Linked DNA regions of Sus scrofa: region 2 is linked to region 1. A link is a contact called in public HiChIP or PLAC-seq data. All regions are on one chromosome and are shown on one strand. Each heading gives the region's core, a stretch centred on a gene start, on an enhancer-like site or on the middle of the called end of the contact. The rest is flanking DNA. Distances are from core to core; before and after follow the strand shown. Region 1 holds the start of JSRP1 (junctional sarcoplasmic reticulum protein 1). Region 2 holds the start of ABHD17A (protein ABHD17A).

Evidence for each region. HiChIP or PLAC-seq counts read pairs in DNA pulled down with a chosen protein or histone mark.
Region 2: a contact with region 1 is called in an H3K27ac HiChIP or PLAC-seq map of alveolar macrophages. The contact joins the promoter of ABHD17A here to the promoter of JSRP1 in region 1. A contact is called at or near these places in 1 of 47 Hi-C or Micro-C datasets (liver) and 1 of 2 datasets of contacts at active chromatin or transcription factors (alveolar macrophages).

What each region holds. Positions count from the first base shown.
Region 1 is chr2:76,420,991-76,423,690 of Sscrofa11.1, reverse strand. JSRP1 (junctional sarcoplasmic reticulum protein 1) reads left to right here and starts at 1,286. Exons shown (of 8, transcript XM_021084195.1): 1 at 1,286-1,488; 2 at 1,804-1,850; 3 at 2,485-2,637. The coding sequence starts at 1,301.
Region 2 is chr2:76,656,706-76,659,619 of Sscrofa11.1, reverse strand. ABHD17A (protein ABHD17A) reads right to left here and starts at 1,547. Exons shown (of 5, transcript XM_003122999.6): 1 at 1,390-1,547.

The DNA.
Region 1 (2,700 bases), core at 37-2,536:
ATCACTCATCCTGAAAAGGAGAGAAGCCCTGACACTCACTGCCTACCACGTGGATGGACCTGGAGATCAGGATGCTCAGTGAGAGAAGCAGATACAGAAGGACGCAGTGTGTGATTCCATGGATGGGAAATGTCCAGAACAGGCACATCCACAGACACAGAGAGTGGGTTAGTGCTGTCAAGGGCTGGGATGTGGATGAAGGTGACTGCTGATGGGGATGGGGCTTCTTTTTGGGGTGATGGAATGTTATGGAATTGGATAGAGATGATAATGGTACAACCGTGGGAAGGTACTAAATACCACTGAATTGTATACTTTACAGAGTGAACTGTATGGTAATGAACTGTGTTCCGATAAGACTGCTATTGTAGGGAGTTCCCGTTGTGGCTCAGTGGTTAACAATCTGATTAGGACCCATGAGGTTGTGGGTTTGATCCCTGGCCTTGCTGAGTGGGTTAAGAATCTGGCATTGCCGTGAGCTGTGGTGTAGGTCGCAGATGCGGTTCGGATCCCGCGTTGCTGTGGTGTAGGCCGGCGGCTACAGCTCCGATTAGACCCCTAGCCTGGGAACCTCCATGTGCTGTAGGATCGGCCCTAGAAAAGGCAAAAAGACAAAAAAAAGAAAAAAAAAAAAAAAAGACTGTTATTTTAAGAAAATGACAAAGTGGTGGGCAAGAGAGAGTGTTTAATAAAAAAGAAAAATGGGGAGTTCCTTGTTGGCCTACTAGGTTAGGGACATGGCATTGTCACTGCTGTGGCTCTGGTCACTGCTGTGGCATGAGTTTGAACCCTGGGTGGAAACCTTTGCATGCCCAGTACATGGCCAAACCAAACCAAACAGAACAAAAGCGCTGAGTGCTGTGTGTTTGATGATTGACTGAACCAAGGTGTGGATGTGTGTATGACTTGGTGGGATGATACAAAAACAGCCCAGAGTCATCCAGTGGTTGTTTAACCCAAATTAACTCATTTTGGCCTCACTGTCCCCTGGGAGGAAGTGACTCCACTTTCCAGATGAGGAAACCAAGGCCTCTGAGCTGTGCCTAGCCAAGTTCAGCCAGCAGAGCCCAGATTCCCCTCAGTGGTGTTGTCCTCCTCCAGGAAGCCCTCCCCTGATGGCCCTTGGGCTCCTGAGACACAGTCGGTGATCATAAAAGCAAGATGACCACACTTTGTGGGTGGTCTTACCTTTGGGACCCTCTTTTCTGAGGCTGCTAGACAGGAAGCAGTGCTCCCAGGGTCACTGGGGCCAGCCTGGCTGTGGCTCTGTGCCAGTGGGGGCGGGGCCACCCCTTGGCAAATGCCTGGTCCTGCTCCAAGGAGGGGGTGCACCCCAGCAGGGACCTCAAGCCAGACTTCCTCCCCCTCCCACTGTGGCCGAGAGCTGATTGGCCCACCCCATGGCCTCCAACCACCTGTTACTGCCTGTCTCCGGCCACCCTGCCTGTGTTCCATCCTGACCACCAGGCCCAGCGTGGCGGCTGTGGGGTAAGAGGGGCAGAGGGAGGCCTGGGCAGAGGTGGGCCCTCCACCCCAGGATCTAGGAAGGCATCCAAGGTCCATAGGGGTCCCCAAATCCTGTGGCTGCCCTCATACCGCGTAGGGGCACACTCCCCTCCCCCATCAGGCCCCTCCCCCACCATCTGCTCTTGCCCCAGGGAGGGGTTCCCTCTCAGTCCAGATATGAGTCACATTAATGCTTAAGCCAGAGGCACTGGGAACCCCAAAAAGCAGGGATGGGAGGCCAACAGGCAAGTTTGACTCCAGCTCTGCACAACCTCAGGCCCATGCCTCTGTCTCCAGCCTCAGTTTCTTCACCTGCCCTACGGGAGCAAAGGCAGCCAGAGGAGGTGGGACCCCCAGCGTTGAGGTCAGGAGCCCTGGGACCCCCCGCCCCTGGCCTTCCTGTCATGGCCAGAGCAAGGCTAGTCCTTGCTGCTGGGCCTTCAGCTCCCAGACTTAGAGGGTCCAGGGGAGGCTGGGTGCCAGGAATTGTGGGTGAGGATGGTCCAAAGGAAGACCCCAGGGGGGCAAAGGCCTGGGAGGGGATGGGCCGCATGTTGACTGGTCCCACTGGCCTTGGCCACCGGATAAAAATAGTCCCTGGTCTCAGAGAACATGAGCCGACCCTGGGGCCAAGGGTTCCGGTTTGGGCTCCTTGCTCACCTCTGTGTGACCAAGGGCAGGACTCAGCCCACTCTGGGGGCCCAGGAGCCCCTGTACTCAGCAATGCTGGGGCCTCAGAGATGCTGGCCTATCGGGAGGGGTCCCAATGCCGGCCTAAGGGGTCAGGAAGAGTTCCTGGCTGCTGGGCCATATCCTGCTGAGTGTGAATTTACCAAGTGAAGAGGGCTCCAGGCAGAGAGAAAAGCCAGGGCTTGTTGTGGGGATGGGAGAGGAGGGACCCCTTTTCTCTTCAGGTCAGGCCCAGACCCCTAGCAGGGGCTCAGCAAGTGTAGGCTGCTTCTTCCCCACTCTCCCCAGCCCTACCCTGGACCTGCTGCTTCTCAGACATCTCCATGACAACCAGGGCCTTGGAAGAGCTGGATGGAGGCCTGGGCAGCTGCCCAGTGGATGAGGACCTCTCTGCACTGGCTGACCCCTGCCCAGGCCAGCCCCGGGAGGACAGGGCCCGAGGTAGAGGGCCCCCCCAATGAAGCCCATGCCCCACCCTCCTGCTGAGCTGGATGGCTCACCCTC
Region 2 (2,914 bases), core at 298-2,797, 240 kb before region 1:
CTCTCCCCAGGTGAGCCCCACTGCCCCCTCCTGCCTCAGAGCCACAGCCCACCTGGTTCCCCAATCTCACTAGACAGCTCTTGCCCCTTGTCCCACCCACCATTCAGATCTCCCTGTCAGCGCTGCTCCAAACAGGGTCAGTACCCCTGCACACTGTCATGGTTCCAGATCTCTCTCTGCAGTTCATATGTTCATGTTCAACCATATGCCCCTCAAACCAAAGAGAAACTCCATGAGGGCAGGGCCACTATTTGTTCTTGCTCAATGAAATGGCCAAAGGACCAGGGCAAAGGGGAAAACTACAGTACAGTACACCACGTCTGACAGAGAGGAGGAATGGTCTCTTTAGCCATGCAGACCTGGGACCAACCTTCTGCTGTCTTTTATGGATGTCACTGACTGCGCCTCAAGAGCCAGGCTCGGGCTGGACAGAGCACACTCAGGTGCCTCACTCACTAGGTAGGCATCGCTGGCACCCAGAGCCTAGCAATTCCATCCCAGGTGGCAGTGTCATAAGGAACAAGACAGAACCAGACAACTGCAATACTTCAGGCCGACCTAAATACGGACGACTGTGATGGCACCTCACCCAGCCAGTCAGGGTGGGAAAGCTGCAAGGAAGAAGGTGCCCTCTGAAAAGCACAGGGCAAATGCCAGGTGACAGAGAGCAGGGCTGAAGGCAAGACCCAGTGGTAACAGCAAGTTCTAGGAACTGTGGCTCCAGAGCTAGAAGGACACTGGGAAGAAGAGGTGAGCAGGGGAGTCCTGGAGAGAGCCAGGGCTGGGTCAGGCCGCACCCGTGAGCCCTGCTGCAGTTTGGACTTCATCCTGGAGTGATGAGGAATCCTGAAGGAGTCCTAGGTGGAGAATGTACCCCATGGATTAAGGGCTGTGAACGTGCCCTGGCTGCATCCTGGAGACAGGAATGGAGCAGAGGCTGGGAAATCTGCCTAAGTGTCACTGCCGGCCAAAAGACGCCTGCGAAACGGCAGAGGTGTCTTGGAGACGTTAAGGAAGCAGGGCTCCGCTCCCGCTGATGGAGAGGGCCCGGGTGTCGGGCTGGGGGACCGGTTCGCGGGCAGAGGCAGAGTCCGCGGCTCGGACGGGGCACTCCCCGAAAGCAAGGTAGCGTCTCCAGGACGGTGGGCGCACACCGCAGGTCGGAGGGCTGAACGGACAGCGGACCGGGCTCTGTCGGACTCTGTCCCGCGATTCTCAGGCCTGATCTGAGGGTCCTCCTCCCGGACCGCGGCCGCCCAGTGAGTGAAGGCTCTCGGGGGCGTCGGGCCGGGCTGCCCTGGCCTCGCGGCCCGCCCCGGCTCCCCAAACGGCCGCAGGAGGCACTGAGACCTCGCTGCACCGCCGCACCCGCCCCTGCCTGGCACTCACCGCTGCGGCCCGCGCCCCCCGGCCCCGGGGCCGCGCTCCATGGCTCCCGGCCGCCCGCCCTTCCGTCAATCCCTCGGCGCCCCGGCCCGGTTGCCTGCACCGCCACGGCCGCCGCTCCCCCGCGGGCGGAAGTGAGCCTCACTCCTGCCACCGCCCCGGAAGTGACGCGAGGTGCGCGCGAGGGACAGGGGCCGGGGGCCGCGCGGGGCGCGGGCGCGAGGCGCGCATGGGGGGAGGGGCCGCTTTCCTGGGGAGCAGGGCAAGAGTAGTGGGCGGGGACCTGGTGGGTGGGCGGGGACCTGGTGGGTGGGCGGGACCTGGTGGGTGGGCGGGGACCTGGTGGGTGGGCGGGGCCGGGCAAGTTGGACAGGTTTCCGGTGGAGACACAATTCACTGGTTCCTTTACTCATTCCCAGGCCAGTACTAGGGTGAGGCAAGGGAGGCACTCGTCTCCGAAGCAAAATTTACAGGGTGCCAAAAAACTTCTTAAGATGAAAAAATTTTTTCTTTTTAGGGTTGCACCCGTGGCAGCAGAGATGCAACCGCGGCCTACGCGACAGCAACACCAGATCCAGATCCGAGCTGTGTCTGCGACCTACACCACCGCATATCCTTAACCCACTGAGCCATTCCAGGGATCGAACCCACATCCTCTTGGACACTGGTCGGTTTCCGTACCACTAAGCCACAAGGGGAACACCGAGATAGAGGAGTTTCTATCGTGGCTCAGTGGAAATGATTCTGACTAGTTTCCATGAGGATGCGGTTTGATCCCCTGCCTTGCTCAGTGGGTTAAAGATCCAGTGTTAACTTAAAATAGATTTACAAGGAGATCCTGCTGAATAGCATTGAGAACTTTGTCTAGATACTCATGTTGCAACAGAAGAAAGGGTGGGGGAAAAATGTAATTGTAATGTATACATGTAAGGATAACCTGACCCCCTCGCTGTACAGTGGGAAAATAAAGAAAATTATTTTAAAAAAATTAAATACATTAAAAAAAAAAAAAAGATCCAGTGTTGCTGTGAGCTGTGGTGTAGGTCACAGAAACGGCTCAGATCTGGCGTTGGCTGTAGCGTTGCTGTAACATTGTTGTGGCTGTGAATGTAGCCAGTGGCTACGTCTCCAATTGGACCCCTAGCCAGGGAACCTCCCTATGCCGCAGGTGCGGCCCTAAAAAGCAAAATAATCATCATCATCATCATCCTCATCCTGGGAATTCTTGTCGTGGCTCAGAGGTATTGAATCCAACTAGCATCCATGAGATTGGCCTCGCTCAGTGGGTTAAGGATCCAGCATTGCTGAGATTCAATATGAGTCACAGACATGGCTCAGATCCCACGTTGCTGTGGCTTGTGGTGCAGGCTGGTGGCTACAACTCCAATTCTGATACCAGAAAGATGATAACAGAATCCGGGTTCTTATTCACGGCAGTGGAAGAATGAACTCCACGAACAGAGGCAGTAAGCAAGCAAAGTCTTTATTAAAGGAAAGCAAACAGCTCCCAGGGTTTCTGGGAGGGGGG